3 separate regions of the Zea mays genome follow, and all the other regions are linked to region 1. The links are chromatin contacts, called in public Hi-C maps. All regions are on one chromosome and are shown on one strand. The core of a region is the stretch at or near the end of the contact, and the rest is flanking DNA. Distances in the headings are between cores, read along the strand shown.

Region 1 (4,353 bases), core at 1,839-4,338:
GCTTCTCGTGCTTCTGTCATTTTGTTGGTTGGTGTTTGCCTTTTAGCAGCAGAAGCATTTTACAGAAACGCACAAACACAACTTAGTCTGCTTAGAGTCTTTGCCACATGTTAATAATGGACTCGGTATTTTATGTATTTTACCTCTCTTTTATAAAAAAATTTTACAATTACATCCTTGATGGGATTGATACCGTATTTGGACTCGGCTGTGAGCGTCGTGACCAATGGTGTTGAGGTTATATGGCTTGGCGTTATAGGTCAAAGCACCGAGGTATTATGTTATAAATAGAGTGAACGTTATTGTGGCTCTGACGTGGCAGTACCTCAATGTCATAGCTCGTGACGTCATGCTCTAATTTAATCAACATCAGTTCACTAGCCGGGGCGAACCTCATTTATTTCTCATCTTTCTCCCTCTCCCTGTCCCCAATTCTTCCAGCCTTCTCTAATCTATTGATTCAACCTTGGAAGCTTGGATTTGATCCTTAGACCTTTCAAAGCAAGGTATCCTTCATCTCTTCCTCATTTTATATGTGTTGAGTTAGCTTATGTTATGTGAAATTTGCAACCCTAGGTAGATAATTTTGATTTTGGTGTATAAGCAAAGTTGTTTAGGCAGATCGGTTACATTTATAATCATGTGTTTGGTTTTTGCCAACGAACGACTTGATAACTCTCTTTGTGTACGTGATTGTGGAGATCTAGTTATCCTTGCACGTGGAGGTTTGCTTGAGTTTGAGTGTGGTAACAAGAACAATGTAAGTGCATCTTTTTTCACTTGAACCTTGTATTTGTCTGCCTAAAATTAAGAATATATCATTGTTGGCAGCATAGCTATTGGAAGTATCGTTTTAGTGACCGCTATTAATTGGGTAGCTATCTAACTACTAACTATCAAAGTAATTACCTACTACTGACTAGTTAACTAAGAGGTCACTAACTACTTAACTAGTTATGTAATAACTAAGCTATGAACTACATTACTAACTAAGTTACTAATTAAGTTATTAATGCATAAAAATTCACATTCACCGATGACTAAGTGGGGGAGAAATTGACATTATTACTGTCATTTTCAACAGCATTGGTTGAAAGAGTTTTCTCTATAATGAAACTAAATTAAGGGTGAATGCACAACAAGATTTCAGATGAATGGTTCAATCACTTGATGATGTGATACACTAAGTGAAAATTATTTAAAATACTTGATAATATTATCATAACATGGCGGTTTCAGAGCATAAAAAACTCGAAGATAAGTCTACCTCGTGTTAAATATCAGTAACACATTTATAGGTGATTAATAAATACTTCCTATGATCATTTTTATTATATTATTTAATCTTTTTAATTTGTCCAGGTTTGAATAAATTCTGGCTCTCCAGTAGATCCAACTACTTCGTCGTTTACTAAAAATAAACTAATCGTTTATATCATTCCATAGCAACTCATCATCACACATAGTTGTTTATCACCATAAAATAACATGATAAGCTCACCGCCATCTGTATCGTAAACTAAGTAAATGATTTAGGGTGTGTTTGGTTTGGCTTTTACCCCTAAAAATCAAAAGCTAAACCAAAGGGCTCGAACCCGAAAGTAGTTTTTTCCAAAAGAAATAGCTGGTGTGGCCCGCCTGTTGCGCTCCCTCCATCGTCCGACTTAAAGTGCGGTGGATAGCCGGAGGCTATGGATATGTGGTGGAGCGGTCCAGCATCGGCATGGGAACATGGCCGGATGGGGAGGCGGTGAAGAGGGCACCACCATCATGAAGCGACCAGTGGTCGAGAGGATGAAGGAGATGCAACCGCATGGGATGGTGTGGGAGCAGGTAGTAATGATGTCGAAATCCTCAACGCAAGAAATTATTTCTTTGACATCGAGGATGGCGCAAGAATGGCACCACAACGAGTACCTTCTCCAGTTGGCATTTTACTGGTAGTAACTTAATTTGCCACCGATGACCGTGAGGTTTATGTGTATCTCTAGCAATATAAGATCGGATCTAATGCCACTAGTCTATATCTACCGCCACATCAGCTATCGCTCAATCTATATCTATCATTGTCCGCAAGTTCATAGTAATAGTGCACAACCTTTACTATTAGCCTATAGTCACCTTAGCGCTACATCAACCTTTTTACATACTCTTATTTGAAATGAAACACATTTTACTAAAATACAATTACATCTAGATATATAACTAAGCAATATTAAAAAATATAGTTCATAAAAGTAAATACAAATTAAATAGTTTATAAATCATAAATAAAATCTACATAATTTGTCAAACATAAAATATGTAATATGTAAAAATGAAAGTTGCATAATTCATAAAATGACATAGACCAATTAAAAAAAGATATGTGGCAGTCGACGGTCGGTGGATACCGACCATCGCGAGGCTGTACGGACAGCTATCGACCGTAGGGTCCTGGTCGGTACTAAGGATAGTGAGCACCGGCCTGGCCTAAGAGCATCCCTAGAAACGACTCCTCAAAATCAATTTTAAGATACATGTAAATAATTAGTAAGATAAATTTTAATCATTTCCCCTTAAAACGGCATATTATTTCTAGAGAGCAAAAAAACCTCTTATTTATAGCTATAAGAGAGTTTTAAGGGATATGAAAAAGTTAGGAGCGTTTTAGGAAACTATTGGAGACATTTTTTTTGTGTTTTTCAAAAAAAAACTGGATTTAGAGGAGGAGCTTTTGAAGATGCTCTGAGCGCCTCGTCGTTTGAACACTGCTGACTCAGCAGTTGGCATCCACACACACACGCACACAAAGTTGGAATTCTAAAATTCCAATCCAAACTTCTCCAGCCTAGACTTGTCGTGAGTAGCCCCACCATGCCATCCATCCTTGTCAAGCCACCCGCGAGCAGCAGTAGCCAACCCCGGTCCCGGCGCCGTCCACTTCGACGACCGTCTCGCCACACGCGACGCGGACCACCAGCTGAGGTTGATCGAGATGGAGACCGCAACGATGACGACGACGCCACCAGCAGACCAATCCCATTACCTTACACCAGTTATCCGGCACCGGCAGCAGGCAACGAGTAGCCAGCCAGTCCAGGTCACTGACCTGAGATAAGCAAACGCACACCTGCGGTGCGGGCTGCGGCTCCGCTCATCGCTGCCAGCCAGTCCAGGTCACTGCCTCCCTCGTTCCACACCATGCCAGCGGCCGCTCTCGCCGTGCGGGTGGCCGCCGTCCTGCTCCTCCTCGCCCGAGGCGGATCCGGATCGGCGCCCGGGGAGTTCGTGCTCAGTGGCTTCGCGAGCGGCAACGTCACGACCAGCGGCGCGGCCGTCGTCACCTCCTCCGGCCTCCTGCAGCTCACCAACGCGACCAACGAGGTGTTCGGGCACGGCTTCTACCCCGTGCCGCTCCGCTTCAAGGACGCCTCCTCCACGCCGCGCTCCTTCTCCACCACCTTCGTGTTCGCCATGGTGCCGCGGCACGACGACGCGCACGGCCACGGGATCGCCTTCGCGCTGGCGCCGTCGCCGACCGTGCCCGGCGCGGTGGCCGGGAAGAACCTCGGCCTGTTCAACACGTCCGACGACACGGGGAAGGCCAGGAGCGGGGTCGTCGCCGTCGAGCTCGACACGGCCAAGGACGAGGAGTTTAGCGACATCAACGACAACCACGTCGGCATCGACGTCAACAGCCTGGTGTCCGTGAGCTCAGCGCCGGCGGCGTACGTCGACGCCGGCAGCCTAGTCAACATCAGCCTGGTCAGCGGGGAGCCCCTGCAGGCGTGGGTCGAGTACGACGGCGCGAGCATGCGCCTGGAGGTGACGGTGGCGCCGGCGCGCAAGCCCAGGCCGGCTGTCCCGCTCGTGTCTTCCATCGTCAACCTCTCGTCGGCCGTGGCCGACGACACGTACGTCGGGTTCACGGCGGCGAACGGCGCGGCCTCCACCTCTCACTACGTTCTTGGCTGGAGTTTCCGCCTAGGCGACGGACGCGCGACGGACCTCGACGCCTCGAAGCTGCCGCCGGTCCCATCGTCCAAGAAGAAGACGTCGCGGCTAAACTTGGTCACGCTGTCCCTCGTTGTCGTCGTGGCACTCCTCTTAGCGTCGGTGGCAGTCGCAGCTCTCGTGGTCAGGCACCGGCGGTTCGCCGAGGAGCAAGAGGACTGGGAGATACAGTACGGGCCTCACCGGATCAGCTACAAGGACCTGCACGCGGCCACGAGGGGGTTCCGCGACGCCATCGGCCAAGGCGGCTTCGGCCGCGTGTACCACGGCGTGCTACAGCGGCCGGTGAACGCCGAGGTTGCCGTCAAGAAGGTGTCCCACGACTCCCGGCAAGGGCTGCGCGAGTTCGTGTCCGAG
Region 2 (4,784 bases), core at 1,852-4,351, 160 kb before region 1:
AAAACGATTTTGGACTGCTTTGGTTCAGCCACGGGATTGGTATCTAATTTGCAAAAAAGTTTTGTTATCCCAATCAGGTGTAATGAGCAGGCGGTACAGATGGGCTGCAATACTCTTCAGTGCACTGCTTCCTCCTTTCCTTGCACTTATTTGGGACTGCCACTTTCAGATAAAAAGCTCAGAAAATCTGATCTCATGGTTTGGGTCGAGAAAGTTGCAGACCGACTTCCTAATTGGAAGGCTCGGTTGCTTAGTTTCGCTGGCAGGACAACTATGGTGCGCTTTGTGCTTTCAGCCATCCCGATCTACCTTCTCATTGCAATGAAAATCCCCAAGTGGGTGATTAATTCTATAGATAAGATTCGGAGAGGATTTATTTGGAAAGGAAGAAAGGAGGTAAATGGTGGCAATTGCCTTGTGTCGTGGGACATTGTTACAAGGCCTTTGGATCTCGGTGGGCTTGGGATTTCTAACCTGCTGTACCAGAGTTGGGCGCTGCAAGCTAAATGGCTATGGCTAGAAAAAACTGATCCTACCAAGCCGTGGTCTGGTTTGGACTTGCCTATTCAACAAATTGTCAAGAGATTCTTTACTGCTTCTATTGTTTCTCTGGTTGGTAATGGGCATAATACTTTATTTTGGACAGATCGGTGGTTGGATGGGTCTTGTATCCAAGATTTTGCCCCTGCTGTTGTGGCTAATGTTGGGAAACGAGCTATTTCTTCTAGATCGGTGGCCCATGCTCTTCAGAATTGGCAGTGGATCAGTGACATTGAGACCCCTCTTAGTTTGCTTGGGCTGCAGCAATATCTTAGCCTTTGGGATGCTTTAAGGGGAGTGGTGCTCACTCAGGAGGCGGATCGACATGTGTGGATTCATTCTTCCTCTGGTCAGTTCTCTTCGAAGTCGTGTTATAGGGCATTTTTCATGGGTTCGATTACCTTCGAACCATGGAAGAGGTTATGGAAGACTTGGGCTCCACCCAAATGCAAATTTTTTCTTTGGTTGGCAATAAGAAATAAATGTTGGACAGCTGATAGACTGCAGAAAAGAGGGTTGGCTTATCCTGAGGTTTGTCCTTTATGTGATCAAGATTCGGAGAATATCCAACACCTCCTTTGCACTTGCATTTTTGCGCGGCAATTTTGGTTCTACATTCTCTCTTCCTTGGGGCTGGCTAATCTTTCTCCTGCCTCTAATGAGTCCAATTTTGCTGACTGGTGGGAGAAGGTGTGTAAGCAAGTGCACAAATCCAAAAGAAGAGGCTTTAACAGTATCATCATCTTGGGGGCTTGGTGTTTATGGCTGCATCGTAATAAGGCGGTTTTTGATGACGTCAGGCCTTCTTTTCAGGGAATAAAATCAGTTTTTCTGGATGAGTTTGAGTGTTGGAGGCTTGCCGGTGCTAGACATCTTGAGGCTTTGGGTCCTGGTGCTGCAATTTTCAGATCAAGGGTTCTATTGGGGGCTTAGTGAAGAGAAGTTGTGTGGGTGTGCGGCCTGCTGACACTTGTGCTGCTGTCCTGTGCAGAGGGCAGCTGCATTCCTGTGCGTAGCATGTATTAGTGGTCTTGTGTTTGGTCAGGTTTTGGTGGTCTTGTGTTTGGCCTTTTGTGCCATTGTACTTTGGTCCATTTTGGACTGTTTCTTCTCTTAATTTAATGATGCGCAGCTCTCCTGCGCGTTCACGAAAAAAAAAATTATGTATAGGGTAGCATGAGTTGTTTTTGTGATCTGGTTTTGTTGTTCGGCCCCTAATATTTGAAGGGCTCAGTCTAGCTGATGGTATAATGTGAGCCCTAAGTTATTTTACCTGTGCTTATCTTGTAGGGCATCAGAAGACTTTCATTACAGTTCAGCAGGTTAATAATTAAACTGCCCTGTGTTTTGGGTCTGCTGGTCTCCACTCCCCAGACGATAGCATTGGATCCTCTTGCTCAACAAGATCTGACAACCGATATGTCTCTAGATCGTTGTATGGTGCGACTTGCATTGGCCCTACACAACGACTGAGGGCATAGTTTCCCAATGCTTTTATCTAGAATCAAGTTCCGCTGTTTGGTTTCAGTTACCAAATTCCTTGAAAATGCTTTTTAAGGGCTTGTTCGGTTGTGTCTAGATCGAAGGGGATTGAGGAAGGTTACGTTCTATTTAATTTTGACTAGCGAAGGATTTAATTCCCTCTAATCCCCTTCGATCGAGACGTAACCGAGTAAGCCTTAAGATGTGTAGGCTGTGGCTTGTGTTACTGAACCAGAGGATTGCTAGCGTCTGAATTTTTCGTTGTTCGGAGTAGTGTCTGAAAGGTACGAGGATGTTATGGACTCTTTAAGCAGGGATGCGGGATGCGTACGGTTGCAAGCTATTGGGGCGATGCTGGAGCAAATAAAGTGATGCAGTTTGCTTGCAGATTTTCAGATGTTTTTTTTGCAGGTAATTCTCGTCGGCCCTCAGGGCAAATCACAATCAACTTTCTGCAGGTTATTCATGTCGGGCTTTTCAGGGCAAGTACATACTTCTGGGCCACAGATTGTACGTGCGTCTAGAAGAGGCAAAGCAAGGGTAACATAACATCCCCATCCACGGCCATGGTCAAACGGACGGCTCAAATCTGCCCAAACTGTTGAAGTTGCAGTTCAACTAGAAAGCTGGACCATTTCAGAGTTGAAAGTAATACTGTTCTAAAAAAATTGCGAGTGGCACATGGTTTTGGGTCGCATGCACGACCTCGTCAACCACCATTGTACCAACCACTAGCATGCAGATCTTGTCTTTTACAACAACAACAACAAAAATTTTAAGTACAGGTACGGTGGTTCAAACCGCTAGTAACATGCAAACATGTGAGAATTCTTTTATTTATTTGTCTACCATTTTCTATTCTCAGACTGTGGAATCATCCTCACCCGACAGAGAACGTGGTGATGCTTTTACGCGTCAAAAAACACCAAAGCTCCAAAATTATGACACAAGGGCTCGTAGTTTTATTTGAACTTTATTTTGTCTGACGACAACGGAGGTGTTCGAATCGGCCGTTGGGAGCGCACAGTATAAACGAGCGAACACCAAGTCACGAACCTTCCGCTTCCCCTTCCCCTCACCGTGCTGCGCTGTTTACGCCCGCGTCCCCTTCCGTTTCCGTTCCATTCGCCTATCGTACCCCCTCTCCGTCTCTCGTCATCGTCGGCCCGTCGCAGCCACCTCCATCGGCCTCCGATCCCTCCACGAGCCTCCGGTCGAATCCGAGGTACGCAACGCGCGAATCGCCGCAGCCCCTCCCCCCATTCCGCGACCCGACCGATCCGCGCTGCGGCGCGTCATCGCCACGGCTTCTTACTGTGTGGATCTCGGTGGCGTGTGACTGCTGCAGGAGCAGGATCCGCGGCGGCGGGCGGCGGTCGCCCGGCGATGGCGCACCGTATGGACAACGAGTACGACTACCTCTTCAAGATCGTGCTCATCGGCGACTCCGGCGTCGGCAAGTCCAACATCCTCTCCCGATTCACCCGCAACGAGTTCTGCCTCGAGTCCAAGTCCACCATCGGCGTCGAGTTCGCCACCCGCACCCTGCAGGTAAACCCACCCGCAATGATTTGAAGAACGTTCTAGTTTATAAGTCGTTTTGACATTTGTAAATACACAACTTCTGTTATGTAACTAGACAAATAGTGTATCCTTTTCCACAACGGACGAATCCGAATTTCATTGTTTGGAATCAACTAAAATTACAAAAGTTTTAACCACACATTTTCCACTAGTATCACCAAAAAAACCTGCTTAGCTGGAATGAACACGGCATATTATGTGGCTAGATGCTTGATGTATCTAGAAAAGCCAAAACAACCTATAGTTTGGGACATACGATGTATGTCGTTGTATAGAATGTAATATAAAACATGACAACTTTATGGGCTCGTCTCACGACACCATAGTGGTTAAGGCAAGGGTAGCACTAGCAGCAGTAATGACGTCAAATTCTGGAACCGGGATGCCATCCTGGGGGATCTCGAGGGCATGACAAGTCCAACAGCTCAAGAGCACCTGCAGGTTGCGACGACACCGCGCTGGCCAACAATGGGCAGTGCTACATTAACTAAGGTGGGGTGAAGTACCCAAGTAGGAGCAGCTATGCTTATCTTTACTTAATTTACCTTTACTGTCATTCGTAAATCGATTCATCATATTGATAATTAACCAACAAATTAGATAAACAACTTTTAAAAAGAGAAGTCTACTGCTGTGCAGTGTAAACTGGGCCTTATGTGATGCCGATCGAGTGATCAGCGTGCTGCTCTCAGCTGGCGTGCCCATGAGGTCATGTCCTATCTATTTAAAATTTATCCATGCCCCGTCGATGCCGACACTAGGATCTGCTCCTTCGCCAGCTTATCCCACACGCTAAAGCTGGAGCCGGGCTACTATGGCAAAGCCATCTTTCCCGTGAAGGTGCGGGCGTCAGCGGAGAAGGTGGCCGGCTCATCTGCATGGTCCGGAGGCCAAGCATCGGATGGCCGAGGAGTGCCTAAGTCGAGCTGAAGGCTGTACCGGAGGCCACAACCCGTTCTTGATGATCTTCAACTATCTGTGCATGTCTTGAACTGGAGCAAGCTCGGGGTTTCACAGATGCAGACTTATGGGTACGACAAACTGATGTTCGCCGGTCAGCTGGTGAAGTGCAACCTTATTGCATCGTTCATTGTCATGAGGGAGGGTGCTTGGCTGCTCGCGCCGCTCGTCGGCAGCATCACCAAGCAGCACAACAACTTCGCCTGCAGGATGTGCGA
Region 3 (4,169 bases), core at 1,486-3,985, 240 kb after region 1:
TGCTGAAAGTGCATATATGATACGACCCTTCCAACCTTGTAGCATCCACTTGTTATCTTCGTCCACGAGGAAATCCCCCTGATAGCTCTTGCTTACCTTGTACCTTGCTCTCTTCATTATCTCCCTGTCCAGAGCTAACTGCCGGAAGCCTGCCCTGAGGTTTCTCATCTGCCATTGTTTGTAGGTCTCTGGCCTTTCAATCCTCTCTGTGCCCTCACAGGCAATCACATTGACAGCTTCCCGGCCAAAGAACTCTCTCTCTATCAGCAGCCTATGCTCATCCATCCGTAAGGCATTCGCTTCGAGCATATCAAAGATCGAAGAGAAGAAGAACATAGCCTCCTTAAACCGCGTCACGAAGAAGGGTGCATTGTAAGTACCATTGACGATCCCATGAACGAACAGATGGGGATTCAGCTTTCTGATTGTGTTCAAAACCCGCGTTCTCGGGCTGTCATCCGTCACCGTCTCGTCCATCATGTTCCTCATCCGGTAGAGGCAGTTAACGACGACGAACTCATCGCTCTTCATGTTGAGATCTTTAACTTGGATAGTATCCCACTTGGCAGCAATGGCTTGGTATTCAAATGGGACATTGAACATACGGGCATACTCATGCAACCGCCGCCCTGTCGCCTCAACACGCTCTGCAGGGCGGAATCCTGACAGGGGAAAGTCTATACCAGTGATCCGAAGGTACGGGGGGCCACCAGGTCTCTTTGAGAGCCGCTGCATGAGGACTGGCCACTGGAAACCATACATTATCCCGTAGTCTATGATGTGCAGCCTTGTGGCGCTCTTCGTAGCGTTTAAGATGGTCGTGTTTGCGACATAGTGTGATAGTATCCTAAACGGACATGCTTTGACATACAAACTGAACGCCTTCAGTATATCACCAGTGGAAGTTCTCTTTGCAGCAAGCGAACGGTAGATGCTGCTGCCAGAGCCAGCTAGGCGAGCCTCCAGCCCATCGGCGAAGTAGTGTGCCAATCTCTGGCCAGCATCTCCAGTAGCAGAGGAATGCTTCCTGATCTGTTTCAGCAGCTCGCTTGAGTTCCTGTGGTCGTCGATAGCCGCGGCCTGAGCACAATGTATGAGTAGGGTTGTGAGATCAACTGGCTCCTCCTCTGCACCAGAACCTGATCTCCCCTTCCTTCGCCCTCGCTTATTTCTAGATCCTTTCACATATCCCCCGCTGATCTGTGCATCGGCTGGCATTGGTGAGTGGAACTCACAGTTCTTGTCGGTACACAACAGCACCTTGTCAAACATCTCCCGGACAGTCTCTTCGTCACACAGTGCCGACTGTTTGCTCTTCCTCCCCTCCATCTCCATGTCCTCGTCACGCGGGTTCTTCTGACCCTTATGAGCAGCACCAACTAAACCCTCCCGCACCATTTCACGAGGCAGACTACTTGTGACCACATCGCGAAACCTTCCGCTTCCTGTAGAATCACAGTCATCAGTGATCCAAGACTTTACTTCATAGCCCTGTGCTGCGATAGGCTTGGCAGACTCGAGGATGTCGACGAATGGTTTCTCGACGGCGGCGAGGAGTGCTGAATCCTCCACAGGCGCGCTGGTAATAGGATAGGATTCCTCGTCCTCGTCTTCAAGAAGGAACTGGTTGATGTATGCTAGGACCGCGTCGTCAGCAACAGTCTCGGAAAAATCCTCGACGCTGTCTGGCTCGGTTGTGGTTGTCGATGCCGGGCTTGGCGTGGTGCAGCCAGGCATGGCCGAGGGTGGAGATGGATGCGAGCTGACAGGAGAGCTGTGGCTGTGGCCGTGGAATCCATACGAAGGGAAGAACTGAAGCTGTGGCTGCTGGAGGGAGAAGCTAATCATGTGAGGTGCGGGTGGATTTGGGGTGGGCAATCGAGCACCGAGGTTGGGATCGTCACGAGGACGAGGGTCCATTATCATTCCTTGGAGGTGGAGCTTGTATCCACAAGATTTCTCTGACTTTCGATCTTCAGCGCCACAAGTCACTTATTACAGGTTACAAATCTCACCTCTGCGCTACCTTTCTGAGTCTCTCTCTCTCTCTCTCTCTCTCTCTCTCTCTCTCTCTCTCTCTCTCAAGAACACAAGGATTCCGCTTAGAGAGAACTACAAATTGGAAGAAAAGTTGATGATCGGAACGCCGAAGGACTTCGCCGACAAGCATATATATCTGAAGAAAAAGGAGGCGATATTTACCCTGCACGCCGAAGGACTTGTCTGCATCAAGATCTCTGATCTCCGGCTCTACCCTGCCTGCGCAAAGACCGCGAAGACGGCAGCAAGTAACTTTCCTTCCCACCCTAGTCGCGGCTCCAAGAAGACGCCGTGCCTTCCATCCCAAGTCTCGGATGCTGATGTGTGGAACCTTGCGGAAACCAGGAAGCAAAGCGGCGCCGATTGGGGGGCAGCGGCAGCAAGAGGCCAAGACCAAAAGACTTCTCTCGAGCTGGGCCAGGACCGCGGCAGCAGCTCCCTCTTCGTCAACTGGGTGATTTGTTTAGCCTAAACTGCAGCAGCACCAGCGAATCAGCGACCGGATCAGTGTTTTGGTAGTCGAGGTGGAGGGGAGCGGGAGAGGAAGGGGGCGGCGCACCACGGTGACGCGTGGGGAACGGCGCGGGATTTTCTGCGCACGAGAGCTGGTTGGTTTGCCGCCTGGCGCAGCTGCATGGACAGGGATATGGGGCACTGACGTGCGGGGTCAGTCTGAGTCTACCCCGCACGTCAGTGGCCAGACGTCATGGTAGGGAAGGGGCTTCCCTCCTACTCCTAGTTGATTTTTTTTTCCCTCTACGAATACGATGCGTGGTACCGACTCGGCGCGAGTCGCGTCGCGTCGATCGTGACAGTTTCCGGTTGGGGCCACAGATCAGGGTGAGTGGTGTGAGGTGTGACCGTGTGAGCTGAACTCCAGGGGACGCGGTCACTCGGATGCCTACCCGAGAAGTTGACCACAGAACCAGGTGAACGTGATCCACGGCCGAAGTACGAAACGGAACGAAACTGGCCGCCTGGCCGGTACCGCGACACTTCTGTCGGCCCGTGGTCCGGTCTTCTGGCCCACGAAACAAAGCCGAGAGGAGCCGAGCACAAGCGGCCCAGTGATTCATGACCCGCTTTGGCTCAGCCGCTTGCTGCAACCTACCACACAGGCGCTTGCTGATTCCTTAAAAAAACGTGAGGCGCTTGATTCACCTTTGTGGCCTTGTCATGATGAAATAATACACTGCTACTATTTCTATATATTATATAAATAGATTTTATTTAATAAAACATAAAAGTATGTGTGTTCTACTGATTAGATTAGTATGAACCTTAGAGTCAACGACTAAGATTCAAACTCAGCCTTCAATTAAATAAGGTGCAATGAAACAATAACACCATAACGCCTGCAGCAACATAATTTCATGTACTGTTCGTACAGAGATTATCTTTAGAGAGAATAGTAAGTACTACCTTCGTTCTTGAATATTTATCATCTGCTAGTTTAATTTTAAACTAAAACGTGATAAATAAAAAAAACGAAGAGGGTATCTTCTATCTTGTAATACCAACCACGTGAAGACCTTCACTCCACGGTTGTTTTGCCTTTTTAGATTATATTAAAACTTTGCCCATACAAAACAGTTTCTTAGGGAAATTTCCAGATTTATCTCACTCGCAATTACCAACTGGCCATCGTTATTTTTTAGAACGATATCTTGCAATCTTCTAAGCTGACTCTGTAAATCTTCACGTAGCCATCTCCTAAAAATGAGGCTCTAGTTTTTATATTTCATGGCTTCAACTGAACAATCACGGTCCTCGTTTTTTTTAAAAAAAATGAGAAAAGTGTGTCTTTAAAGTAACCTATAGCCACACCATCTAGTATGCCAAAAAAATGGTGGATTTTTCATTGGCCGACACCGTAGACCTGCTGCTTAAGTAAATATATCTGGTTTGGGGTTAATTAGAAGTATGCCACTCCAAATTTAAAGAGTTATAAAGTAGTTTATTTTCATGTCGCTCAATGACATCAAAATGAATTACCTATCTAATTTTATAAAAACAGGGTGACAAGTATGTAATTAATCTTTTTTTTCTTAGCTAGGTTTAGTGATCTTAGTCCATCTAATCAAATGATATTTCCCTCTTCCAAAAAAAACGCTTTCTAGCACTATCCA

What was found. A called contact is a pair of places that touch in the nucleus more often than the background predicts.
Region 2: a Hi-C map of ear shows a contact between it and region 1, with 2.5 times the contacts expected there. The contact joins the promoter of LOC100216670 here to the promoter of LOC100281445 in region 1. A contact is called at or near these places in 7 of 25 Hi-C or Micro-C datasets (ear, endosperm, leaf and 2 more).
Region 3: a contact with region 1 is called in a Hi-C map of bundle sheath, with 2.1 times the contacts expected there. The contact joins the promoter of LOC103644258 here to the promoter of LOC100281445 in region 1. A contact is called at or near these places in 5 of 25 Hi-C or Micro-C datasets (bundle sheath, ear, leaf and 2 more).

The regions. Positions count from the first base shown.
Region 1 is chr1:300,933,037-300,937,389 of Zm-B73-REFERENCE-NAM-5.0, reverse strand. It overlaps LOC100281445, which reads left to right and starts at 3,088. Exons shown (of 1, transcript NM_001154363.2): 1 at 3,088-4,353. The coding sequence starts at 3,184.
Region 2 is chr1:301,096,162-301,100,945 of Zm-B73-REFERENCE-NAM-5.0, reverse strand. It overlaps LOC100216670 (Ras-related protein RABA2c), which reads left to right and starts at 3,101. Exons shown (of 3, transcript NM_001143079.1): 1 at 3,101-3,247; 2 at 3,371-3,573. The coding sequence starts at 3,409. LOC100280558 reads left to right here. Exons shown (of 2, transcript NM_001153477.1): 2 at 1,831-2,067.
Region 3 is chr1:300,691,799-300,695,967 of Zm-B73-REFERENCE-NAM-5.0, reverse strand. LOC103644258 (scarecrow-like protein 30) reads right to left here and starts at 2,735. Exons shown (of 2, transcript XM_008667465.4): 1 at 2,203-2,735; 2 at 1-2,112. The coding sequence starts at 1,926.